Regions from separate parts of the Mus musculus genome. Here region 1 is linked to region 2. The links are chromatin contacts, called in public promoter capture Hi-C maps. All regions are on one chromosome and are shown on one strand. The core of a region is the stretch at or near the end of the contact, and the rest is flanking DNA. Distances in the headings are between cores, read along the strand shown. Region 1 overlaps Ncoa1 (nuclear receptor coactivator 1). Region 2 overlaps Adcy3 (adenylate cyclase 3).

What was found. Capture Hi-C pulls out chosen DNA fragments and counts their contacts.
Region 1: a promoter capture Hi-C map of adipose tissue shows a contact between it and region 2. The contact joins two enhancer-like sites. A contact is called at or near these places in 1 of 484 Hi-C or Micro-C datasets (nephron progenitors) and 1 of 9 other capture datasets (adipose tissue).

What each region holds. Positions count from the first base shown.
Region 1 is chr12:4,269,003-4,274,856 of GRCm38.p6, forward strand. Ncoa1 (nuclear receptor coactivator 1) reads right to left here. Exons shown (of 23, transcript NM_010881.2): 16 at 5,692-5,854; 17 at 1,745-1,846. Among named protein-coding and RNA genes, the nearest start is that of Ptrhd1, 38 kb to the left of the region's middle. Within about 2 kb of position 2,474, at least 13 of the 459 cell types and tissues checked have an H3K27ac peak or open chromatin away from gene starts, as enhancers often do. A contact at or near this core is called in adipose tissue, where this site is marked.
Region 2 is chr12:4,176,631-4,182,659 of GRCm38.p6, forward strand. All of the region lies in intron 2 of Adcy3 (adenylate cyclase 3), which reads left to right. Among named protein-coding and RNA genes, the nearest start is that of Adcy3, 45 kb to the left of the region's middle. Within about 2 kb of position 4,036, at least 28 of the 459 cell types and tissues checked have an H3K27ac peak or open chromatin away from gene starts, as enhancers often do. A contact at or near this core is called in adipose tissue, where this site is marked.

The sequences.
Region 1 (5,854 bases), core at 1,224-3,723, 91 kb after region 2:
AAAAGCAACATGGCATAGCAATAAGGTCTGAAGCACAGATACAGCTCCCTTAAAACGAAATCTGCCAACAAGACGCTGTCCACTTTGGAAAAAACTGAACTATGGTTCGCTGACAGAAGTCATGTGACTTGCTAAAGTAGAGTCTGATTTCCTTACAACCTAGTTTCTCCTACATGGGATTCAATACTGAGGTTTACAACTTAAAAGATCAAGAAACTTAGACTTGGACTCATGAACATGCTCATATATCTGGTTTTGTTTTGGTTTTTTTGAGGCAGGGTTTCTCTCTGTAGCTCTGGCTGTCCTGAAACTCGCTCAGTAGACCAGCCAGGCTGGCTTCAAACTCACCGTCTTCTGCTTCTTGAGTACTGGGATTAAAGGTGTGTGCTACCACTGCTCAGATCTGTTTTTTAAAAGTGGCCTCATCAACATTATCTCTTTGATTAGTGGTAGCTTCCTGTATTGTTCCAAATTTATTAAGGTCCATTTCATGAAGAGCTTTTCAAGATCTATTTTGACTGTTTTATTTTATTTTTAAAAGATTCTTTGTTTTTATTTTATGTATATGGGTATTGTGCCTTCATGTATGTCTATGTACTATGTGCAAGTAGTGCCCATGGAGGTCAGAAAAGGGTGTCAGTTATAGCCAGTTGTGAGCTGCCATGTCGGTGGTGGGAATTGAACCTGGGTCCTCTAAAAGAGCAGCCGGTGCCCTTAACCATAAAGCCATCTCAACAGCCCCTATTGTTTTGTTCTTTTAAAAAGACTTATTTATTTAAATATTTTATGTATATGTGTATGCTTTGGCTGCAGGCACACCTGCACACCATAAGAGAACAGAGGCTCCTGTCACAGATCAGACAGTCATGAAGTACCATGAAGGTACTAGGGAATAGAATGCGGGACCTCTGGAAAAGCAGCCAGAACTCTTAACCACTGAACCATCTCTCCAGCTCCTCATTTCTACAGTTCTTGTCTCTTAAATATTCATATCAACTTGGCTTAAGTTGTTGAAGTAAAAATATTAAAATATATATGGAAGTGAATGCTAGATGTCGTTCGGAAGGGTGCTCAGGTTTGTTTGTTTGGAGTGTGTGTGTTGGGTGAGTATGGTTTGGCCATGTAGCTCAGGCTGGTTTTAAACTTGGGATCCTTCTGTTTCAGCTTCCTAAGTGCTGATCACCACATCTGGATGCATCCAGTTTCAAATGTTTATTGTACTGTTGCACATGTGTGTGCATGTGTGTATGCCATACTGCATATGCAGGTATCAGAATACAACTTTGTGAAGTTGGTTCTTTCCTTCAAAGAACCCAGGTTGCCAGGTTTTGAGTTGTGTCTTCACCTCTGTGCCATCTCACTGGCCTCTATTCAGTTATTTCTAAGTGTAAAATTCCATGACTCTAGGTTTATAAACAATGATCTTACAACAAATAAACCTAAAAAGTGCTGTTGTTTCGGCTGATCAGGGCGCACAGCTTTCTACTTGACTATCCAGTATCACACAAAAAATAACAAAGACAGTAAAATGAAGCACAGCACCTTGGGCTTTAGACAAGAAGTGTGAGAAAGCATCCATCCCGAATAGGCTAATTCACTCTAGCAATGACACCAGGATTCACTCTAGCAATGACACCAGGAGTGCCATTTAAAGCTGAACTCTCAGTGTGGCATTCCAGCAACACTCAAGTCAACACGAAGCAACACTGCGTGAGCTGGGGAGCTCTACCAATGTCTGGCTTACCTGAGGTGTGATCTGCTGCTGCATGCCTGACCTCATGTTCATGCCAACAGGAGCATTTGCTGCAAACTGGTTCAAGATGGCTTGCCGGTTTTGGTGCATCAACTAAGGGACATAGAGACAAGGAAGGATGACAACTTCTACAGCCAAAATGGCATGGCCTTATAAAGTAACACAAACTTTATTGATTATTGAAAAGTTTTAGTAGTGAAATTTACTAACATCTTCTATTCAATTTGCCAAAGGGCTAATAACTCCCACTGTCAATCAGATAATCGTTGTTTTCAGAACATCTAAAGGTAGGCTATACACATAAATGTACACATACAATATTAGTGTACTTCTGAAAGCATGTGAATAGCCACTTCAGGAAAGTAAAATGTTAGAGGAAAAGAGACAGATTTAGGTCTTAAAATATCAGGACAGAGCAGGTATGAAGTGAGGACAAGCCTGCGAGGGAAGCTGTGGGGGACACGGACGCCAAGGCCCTGGCGGCATGGCACTCACACTGCATCTGAAACTAGATTTGGGGAAAATCCAACATGATATCATTAGCCAGAGAGAATTACATAAGAAACAAATGTGCTGAGAAAATGGATTATTTATTTAACTAGAAGAAGTAATCACTTTAGACCCACATTTCCCAAATTGCTGTTCCAAAGCACATTGTTCTACGGGACATTAATAGATGTGCCAGGAAAATAGCATACTGTGCTGTACGAAGTACTGGAAATGAGGGTTACATAAGGTGAAACATTTATTTACTGCAGTAATGTTATGCACTTTTAATTGGCCAAAGTACACTGTGCATCTCCGAGAAGGGGCAGCCTGCAATTTGCTCATTACAAATCTTCTTTTTTCCTATTTCCAGCCATCAATCTCGATCTCTGGAATAACCTGTGAGAGGCTGGCTTGGAAGGTCAGTCTGGCTCAGGCTGGTGTCACAGGCTACACGTCTCTATCTGACAACAAGAGTCACCTGAAGATTTCATTCTAAATAATCTATAGATTAATTTTTAAAAATTCCTCAATGTAATTTGATAACAGTACCAACAACATTAATACTCCATTATTCTGCTGTTTTATTGCTGTTGTCCCATTGATGAGGACTGAGCCTCACACACACGATGCCAGCACTCTACTCCTGAGCTATCCTGCGGTCTCACTACCCAGATCGATTTTGAACTGTTGGGCGCCAGTGAGCCCCCTGCACTGGTTTCCTGAGTAGCAGGTAGTCTAGGTTATGCCATGAAACTCAGCTCTGTGCTAGTTGATGTTCATAAGTCATAAATTATACAAATGGATAATTATGGATATGAACTATTTATTGAACTATATGTAAGAAGATAGCCTATTAGAGTTATATACACACACACACATACAGACACATGCACATGTGCACACACACACATATGCAAACCCAAAGCCCTGTGAACAGTGATTATGTTTCTTATTGCCTAACAGCTTACCTCTTAATCCTGATTCATTTATTTTCTGACTCACATTAGATCAGAAACAAAACAAAACAAAACAGACTTTGAGGAAAAATTAATACAATACAAATGTTAAAGCAAAAATCCCAAGCTTTGTGGAATAAGATAAAACATTCATAATCATTTAGAAATAAGCATGCGTTTATAATCAGATCAAGGGATTCTTTACCCAAACCTATGTATGTACAACACTCAGAAGACCATGGACATGAGCATATATGTAGCAACATTCTGTTTTCTAAGCTGCTAAATGCTCCCACTTTGAACAAGTGTTTAAGGGCTGTAAAGGAAACAGAGCAAGGCCATTCTCTCCGCAGCCCCTCTTGCGTGTGTAATCTTTGCAGGGCCTCAGCTCCTCAGCCCTTTGCCAGTTTTTGAACAACTGGAAGCAAACGTAGCTTTTAGCTGAACTGAATATGATACAATTTCATGAAGTCAGGGACCTGGCCTCACTTCTTGCCAGGCCTTGCTTTCTGAGCCCACATTTCCTTAACTTAGCTTGTAAGTTGAGCACATGTGCACATCTCTAGTCTTGACTTAGTACTTAGCACACACTGCTTGCAGTGTGAGTCAATGTTCCGGGACGACAGCTGAGTTTTGACTGCTTAAGTTCCTTGTATTATTTACCTTTTCTATTTCTTTAGAGTACTTAAGAGTGCACCCCAAGCCGGGCGTGGTGGCGCACGCCTTTAATCCCAGCACTCGGGAGGCAGAGGCAGGCGGATTTCTGAGTTGGAGGACAGCCTGGTCTACACAGAGAAACCCTGTCTCAAAAAAACCAAAAAACCAAAACCAAAAACCAAACCAAACCAAACCAAAAAAAGAGTGCACCCCAAGGGTGTCTAATTAAGATGTTCAACATTTATATGATTCTTTTCTTCCTGAAAGTGAATGACAGATCTGGGTGTGATGATGTGCCCACCTGGAATCTCAGCTCTTGGTTGAGGAGGGAGAATTCTGAGTTTGAGGAGAGCATGGGCAATATGGATTTTGTTGGAAAAGTTAACAAAACAAAAACAGAAACAGCAAAAACAGAGAACCCAATCCATACCAATAACCATGGAAGCAGCAAATACTGTATGAAGTCCTTTATCCTCACTATTCCTTAGGAACAGGGCTTCTCTTTCTCTTCCTCTCATTTCTTAACTCATTGTTGAGTGCTTTATTCTACCCTAGCATTTTAAATACATTCCTTTCTTTTTATCATTTTGAGTTTTCCATTTCATCGCTTCATGTCCTCTCTTCCATCACCAGCCCATTTATAGAACAGAAACACATTTACACTGTTTATTATACTTGCTGAACACAATCTCATAAAGCTAGCACTCACCAAAGGCTACTATGCCAGGCACTGTGATAAGAGCGCTGGAGTCTCTTACGTGGTCCGTGCTTCTTAGTGAGGTAAAGGATTTATCTGACTGTTCTTGCGGTCAGAACCTGTTACTCTTTTTTTTTTTTTTGGTTTTTTCCAGACAGGGTTTCTCTGTGTAGCTCTGGCTGTCCTGGAACTCACTTTGTAGATCAGGCTGGCCTCGAACTCAGAAATCCGCCTGCCTCTGCCTCCCAAGTGCTGGGATTAAAGGCGTGCGCCACCACGCCTGGCCAGAACCTGTTAGTCTTATAGCTACTAAGCCACACTGCCCTTCCTTTTTTTTTTTTAGGGTGCATGGCTTGAAGACAGGGTTGTGAGAATGTCAGAAATGCCCTCTGCCATTGTCCCAGCTTTCTAATCCATCTGATTTATTTTTCTTCCTGAATTAGTACCACTCTAACCAATTTCTTCAAATGCTTTTCTAGAAAGTCAAAGAAATATACTAGTACAGTTGAAAAACTGACAACAAGCAGCAGCACCCTCCAGCCCAATCAGAGGCACAGAGCTGGCAGGTTCCACCATCTGCCCAGGGCCCTTAACGATCAACTTTCTCTGTCTGTCCCTAAAACAATCTTAAATATTTATAGCATCACACTGATTCATTTCTTGTCACACAAGAGGTTTAAATCAGGCACAAATCCCGGACCCTCCAATATGTATCCTTTCTCTCATTCATATCATCACTAGACTTCAATCTGACCAACTTCAAAATAACATATATTTTATTTTTTTCTCAACAGTCCAATGGCATTTCTTGTTCTACTTTATAAACTAAGTTACAGTTCTCTTTATTAATTTAGTAATTACATGGTATCTAATCTAAAATGTTAGATTTGTGTTTGTATCTAAAACCACAAAAACTGTATTCCTTTTAAGCTGTAGGTTTCAAAGTGCTCTGCTCTGGTGTACCAGTATTCCTTAATAGAAGGCTCCCCTACTCCCATCCTAGCAGACCCAGGAAGGTCTTTGGGTTTTTCACTGAGATCTGGGAATGGGCCCAACACTTTCACTGAAGTGCCTGTGTTGTCATGGAGTACTCTGGCACAAACCTCGGGGAAGAGTGAGCCAAGGAGGTCTGCACTCACCTGCTGCTGCCCCTGTAGCCGCTGCTGCAGCTGCAGCCGAAGCTGGTTGGGTGCAGCTGGAGGTCTATTGAGAGTCTGCCGGGGCTGCATGCCCATGTTGGGTGAAAAGGTTCCTCGAGGAGGTGTTACTTGAACCGGCATAGCCCCCAGTGAAGGCTTCTGC
Region 2 (6,029 bases), core at 2,786-5,285:
TGTGTGTGTGTGTGTGTGTGTAAGCAACCTAGAGAACAAGCTCAGGTATTCAGCCCTCCCTTAAAAAAAAAAAAAAAAAAAGACAGGGTCTCTCACTGGCCCAGAACTTGAAATTTGGGTAGGCTAGGCAGGCTGGGCTAGCCTGGGCTGGACTGGTTGGTCTGGAAGCCTCAGGGATTTGCCTGTTTCTGCCTCCTCTGTGCAGGGCTTACGAGCAGGTACCACCATGTGTGGCTTTGTCATGTGGGTTTTGGGGATAGAACTCAGACCCTCACACTTGCAAGAGGAGCCAACTTCTCAGCCATACTTCCACCCATTTTTTTTCTTTTTTTTTTATTAGGTATTTTCCTCGTTTACATTTTCAATGCTATCCCAAAGGTCCCCCATACCCACCCCCCCAATCCCCTACCCACCCACTCCCCCTTTTTGGCCCTGGCGTTCCCCTGTACTGGGGCATATAAAGTTTGCAAGTCCAATGGGCCTCTCTTTGCAGTGATGGCCGACTAGGCCATCTTTTGATACTTTCCACCCATTTTTAAGAACAGTACAGTTCACTGGCACCAAGTCCACTCATAGTAGTATGCAGTACATCATCCCAACCAGAAAGAAATCCTGCCTGCTCAACACGGATTCCTCATCCCCCAGCCTCTGGTGGCAACTGTGAAAACACCTACTCTAGGTATCTCGTAAGTAGACGCATACAGTAGCTGTCCTCTCACATCTGGCTTGTTTTGTCTTTGTTTAGCATGAAGTCTTCAGAGTTCGTCTGTGTGTAGCATGTGTAGAACTCCCTTCTCTCCCAGGCAGGGTAATTACTGTTGTAGACCACAGTTTACCCACCAGGATCTCCGAGTGACACATCCATTTGTCTGTTATGAGCGATGTCACTATGAACCCTGGTATTCCAGTGTCTCTTCCAGGCTTTACTTCTGTCCTTTGGATATGCACCCAGCAGTGGACTCGCCAGTTCATGTGCTACCACTGTGTTTAACTTTTCTAGGCACCAGCCTTGTACATTTTTAATGTTGATAAACATTGTCAAATCGTCTCATATACAGGTTCAAACAATTTATATTCCTTTTAGTGATGAATGAGAGTGTACTTAGACTCTTACATTTCTCTTGTTTATCTAGAAAATACTTCTTTACTCTTGGAACCCCTGACGCCCTAGAGATTGTTCTTGTTCTTGTTCGTGAAGTCAGCAGAGCCAGGTCCTTGCACACCCCATCCCTGTATGTCTCATCCTCTTGTGACTGACTGTGCCATAGGGGACCAGCCTCACCCCTAGCCCCATGCTGGTGGCCTCAGATCTGAATTAAGGGCTTGCAGCCATTTTCTCTGGACAGCAGGAAGTGGCTTTCCGTGTGACCTTGGGGCTGCGCCTCTTTGACTTTGGTTTGACCTTCTGAAAAACTAGGATAAAAAAAAATCATTGTCTTAGATTGTTTGGTAAGCACATCAAGTAAGAAGGTAGAGGTGAGCTTAAAAACTGTGACGGCCTTTGATGCTGTTAACTACAAGGACGCATTTCAGCTCCTGGGGACACACTGGCTGAAGGAGAGTTGAGGAGGAAGCTGGTAGCTGGTTGAGAGAGCACCTTTTTCCTCTGTTCCGGTTGACAGTGGTTGCTCCCTCTCCAGGTATCAGGGCTGACTGTACACAGGAGCCTCAGCCAGGGCGACTTGGATCCAAGTGCAGGTCTCTGTCAGCTTTCCTATGTCAGAGCCCGTGGTACACACGGAAACAAGATGACAGACAGGGATACTGGGGACAAAGGGCTGTAGGAGCAGACAGAAGCGGGTCTGGATACAGGACCCCTTTTAAGGAGCCACTTGAAGTCCCTGCCACACTAAATATCACCTGTGTGGTCCTTGTGTAAATGTCAGTTCTAGGCCAGATGAGGTCCTTCGAGAATGCCTCACTCAGGCCCAGGTCTCACGTGACAGTGTCGATATAACTGCTTTTGTGGCAAACGCTGTGCCCTGTCCCTGAGGTTGCGTGACCCCCCTCCTACCCCCCCACCCCAGCCAGTCTCCTCTTCCCCTCATCTTCCTCCTCTGTCACTGCAGGGACCCTGCCCAAATGTCTCTGGGTGCAGTCCCTTTAGTACTGTCTCTGTGGAGGTCTCCAGCTTTTTGCTTGGGATGAAGGCGGACAGAGTTATAGCTCCTAGGAAGGGGTGAGGTGGCCCAGCTCTTTCATACAAGGGAGGCATGCCTCAGGTGACAGATGGGTGGAGCCAGAAAGTAGGCAAGAAAGGCGAGGAACAAAGTAGTTTGGCCTCATAGCCTGGCCCTGGCCCCTGCTTCCCTGCAGAGCAGAGCTGTGTCTGCCAACTCCAAAGGCTTATTGATGTGTCTTTCTGAGCATGATTCTGGCATGAAAGGGGAGTCAGGCCAGGCATCGTGGGTGGTCCAGTAGCTGAATGGAGTAGATATCCGAGTGGACTTGGGGTCTCTCTCTAGTCTCCCCTCAGCTCCATGGGCATGTTAGTGCGGAGCCAGAGGCCCAGAGGGAAGAACTTCCATTACTTGTTGTGACTCCCATGTGACCTACTTTGGGGATTCGTTTGGGACCTTGAGAGTTGCTAAGCACCCCAACTGGCACCTGGCAGCAGAGGCACTCAGAACATCACACCTGTTGCCAGGCACAAACTTTAGAATTATGAAGTACCTGAATCACCCCCAGAAACACTTAGCAGGCACGGAAAATAAAGAAGGAGGAATGAGGGGCATGGAGAAGTGACAGGGGAGCCTCCTCAGGGCACACCCTATCCTTCAGAAGGCGGGGGGGGGGGGCGAGGGGGGGAGGGCTCCTCTCAGCCCCCACACCCCAGCACCTAGGAAGCTGCATCCAGGCTCCAGTGGAGATGCTGGCTGTACAGGGTTATAAGAGAGCTGTCCACTGTCACTAGCTGTGTGCCCTGGGAATCATGGCTTAGGAGACACTACTTCTGTGGCGCCCACACAGGTGAACACTGCTGTAACCTGCTTCTCTCAGCCTGCCTCTGCCTGGGTCTTGATCCTTCATGTGAGGTCTGCTGCTGTTCTGAGCCAGGACTTTACCTGTTTGCCACAGGATTGGGTTTCTCTCCCTCCGAGAGCCGAGAACTCTAGGAGAATGCACTGCTTCATAGGCTCAGTGCCTGAATATCCTTGTCCTCTGACCTTTACTGCGTGCCCCAAGTCCTTCGGCTGTTAGGGCGTGGCACAGAGTCCCCTTAACCTTGAGCCTTGTTCTCTTGGAGGCCATGGGGGAGGGGAGAATCAGGTTTCTAGTACCAACCCCAAAGTTGTCCTGGCAACAGTGAGGTGAGGGTGATGGGCCTGCTTCCTTGGGGAGCAGCTCAGTGGGGAAAGATGGTTGGTGTGGGCAGAGAGCAGCGCACCTCCTCTCTCCACAGGGGTGTGGCCTCTTCCTCTTGGCACTGGACCTCAGTATCCCCAGTGTTGAAATTCCAGTGTTGAAATTGGGTGGGTCACCTGATAGGGCCACAGAGCATTAATTTGGAAATACACTTTCATTTTAATTTGGAAATACACTTTCATTTTAGCCTCTAAACAGAAACACTCTTTTTTTGTTTTGTTATTTTTTGTTGTTGTTTTTCGAGACAGGGTTTCTCTGAGTAGCCCTGGCTGTCCTGGAACTCACTCTGTAGACCAGGCTGGCCTCGAACTCAGAGATCTGCCTGCCTCTGCCTCCCGAGTGCTGGGATTAAAGGTGTGCGCCACCATGTCGGGCCAGAAACACTCTTGAATACAGTTAATATCCTTAGCTTTTGTTTTAGCTTTGAAATCCCTTGATGTGAGGAAAGCCAGAAGGCGCCTCCCCTTGTTGTACGTGTTGTACGATGAATACTGGTTTCTCTGTGGCTTTAGTTTCCACCACTTGGACTTTACAGGGTGTTCTTCATGCCAGTATTTCAGAACCTAGCAAGGCACATCCCTGCTTCAGGCAGCTGGGGCGAGGGGGCTCCTGGTGAGGAGGGCTCTGTTGTGCTGTGACTCCTCCAGGCAGCAGTGATGACGTCAGCACTTTTAAGCCACTCCTCCTACTGAGCCCTGCCTCCCAAGCCCTGTCTACCTGAAGTCTGTCTTCTGAGCCTCTGCTGGCTCAGCAGCTTTCCAGTCTTGACCACCACTGCTGGCGTCATATCCTTCAGCATATCCTGTGGTCTGTGGCCACAGCTGGGAGCATCTCCTGTCTGGCTGTGGCTAGTAATCCAGGTAGTCTATTAAATGCATAATTAATAATTAGAAATGTCTACATCCTCTATGGCAACCTGGGCTTTTTACTACCTTGCCAAGTGTCTGTAAATTTTTCCTGTTTGAGACGAGTCTTACTCTGTGGCCCAGGCTAGCCTTGAACTCATAGCACTCCTGCCTTAGCCTTCCGATTGGGCATCACAGGTGTGAATGAGCCACCATGCTGGGTTTCAGAGTGAGACATAGATTCTCATTCTAGTTGAACCATTTGTCGCTTGGCCCTGAGAAGTTACTTATGTGCTCTGAGCCCCAGCTTCTCTGTGAAGTGGTAATAGAGAATAGGATGGTTAAGAAGTCCATGAGAGCCTGGAGAGATGACTCAGTGGTTAAGAGCATCTACCGTCATTGCAGATGACCTGAGTTCATGGTCCTAACACCCATCCATCCAGTCAGGGGACCCACAACTGCCTGTAACTCCGGGGAATCTAATGCCTTCTTGTCTGCAGGCTTCTGCATGCATATACATATACTGGCAGGTAGACAGACAGACAGACAGACAGACAGACACACACACACACACACACACACACACACACACACACACAAACAGAGTAAGCATACATTTTAATTCAGATCACTAGTATCCAGGGCCACCTTCCACGAGGACATGGTTCTGAGCATAGATTCTGTGGGGGTGGCTGGCAGAAAATACATCCGTATGAGCTACAGAGCAGGGAAAGGAACTTACCAGGCACCACAGGTAGACGGAAGTTGGTATCAGTATCTTGGGCCAGGGAAAGCTTTCTTGAGGTAATGTGGAGTGGAGACCTGCAGGTGGTGAGCAGCAAGCCATGGGGAGGGTGGCAGCATGGGAAAGAACCTGGGGTGAATCCACAGGACACATGGAACACAGTGCTAGGAACAGAAGGAGATGGGGATGGGGTGTGTCCATCGGCAGGAACACAGGACAGTGGAACAGGAGAGGGAGGGAGGCAGAGATCCTGTGAGCCACAACCTGGAGCCTGCAGTCCTGGAGAGAGCCTTGGCTTTGTGCTGAGGAGAGCTAGGATTAGCCATCCCAGGAATTCAAACAGTGTAGCTATTGATGGGGAAGAGATAGCCAAGGAAGCAGGGAGATCAGAGGGATATGGTAGCCCAGATCAGGACCTTGATGGTAGAAGCTAAGTGCTTTACAGCTAGGTGAACCAGAGAGTGGGGAATTGAGGATAGAGAGGGAGTATTGGGGGTTATTGGAGAGGTGGACATCCCACATGGGCATTCTCAGTGAATTAACCACACAGCTGGTAGGTTTGAGGGCTGAGAACCATGTTAGTAAACTCTTGCATGGGCCCTGCTGGGTAAGAGGGTATATAGGGCCTCCTAATATGTTGGTGGGCTCAGTGGAAGCTGTTGGTCATGCAGCTCCTGGCAAGCCTTTGATTGCATCCACCAGGGTCTTATGATAGGCAGGTTTCTCCTGAAAGGCCTTCCTCCAGCCTTCTCTCTGTCCCAGGGTCACTGGGGCTTAGCAGAAGCTACCCAGAAGGGTACGGCCATTGCCTCACCATTCTAGTCAGGAGTTCTGTTGCATGTATGGTATAGAACATGATATGATGCATCCAAATTAATGAAGGAGGCCTGAAGTATAGGAACTTCGATCTGTGTGGGTCACACGTGAGATAAACAGGGTCCTGTGACTTGGTTAGATATGCACTAAGAAAGAAGAGTTCGGAGTGTAAAATAAAGGCGAAGGATCCAGGAAAAGCAGAGGGACTCGAGACTCGGCAGGTGGCTATAGAAATACTTAGTGTTTGGACCTGGTCC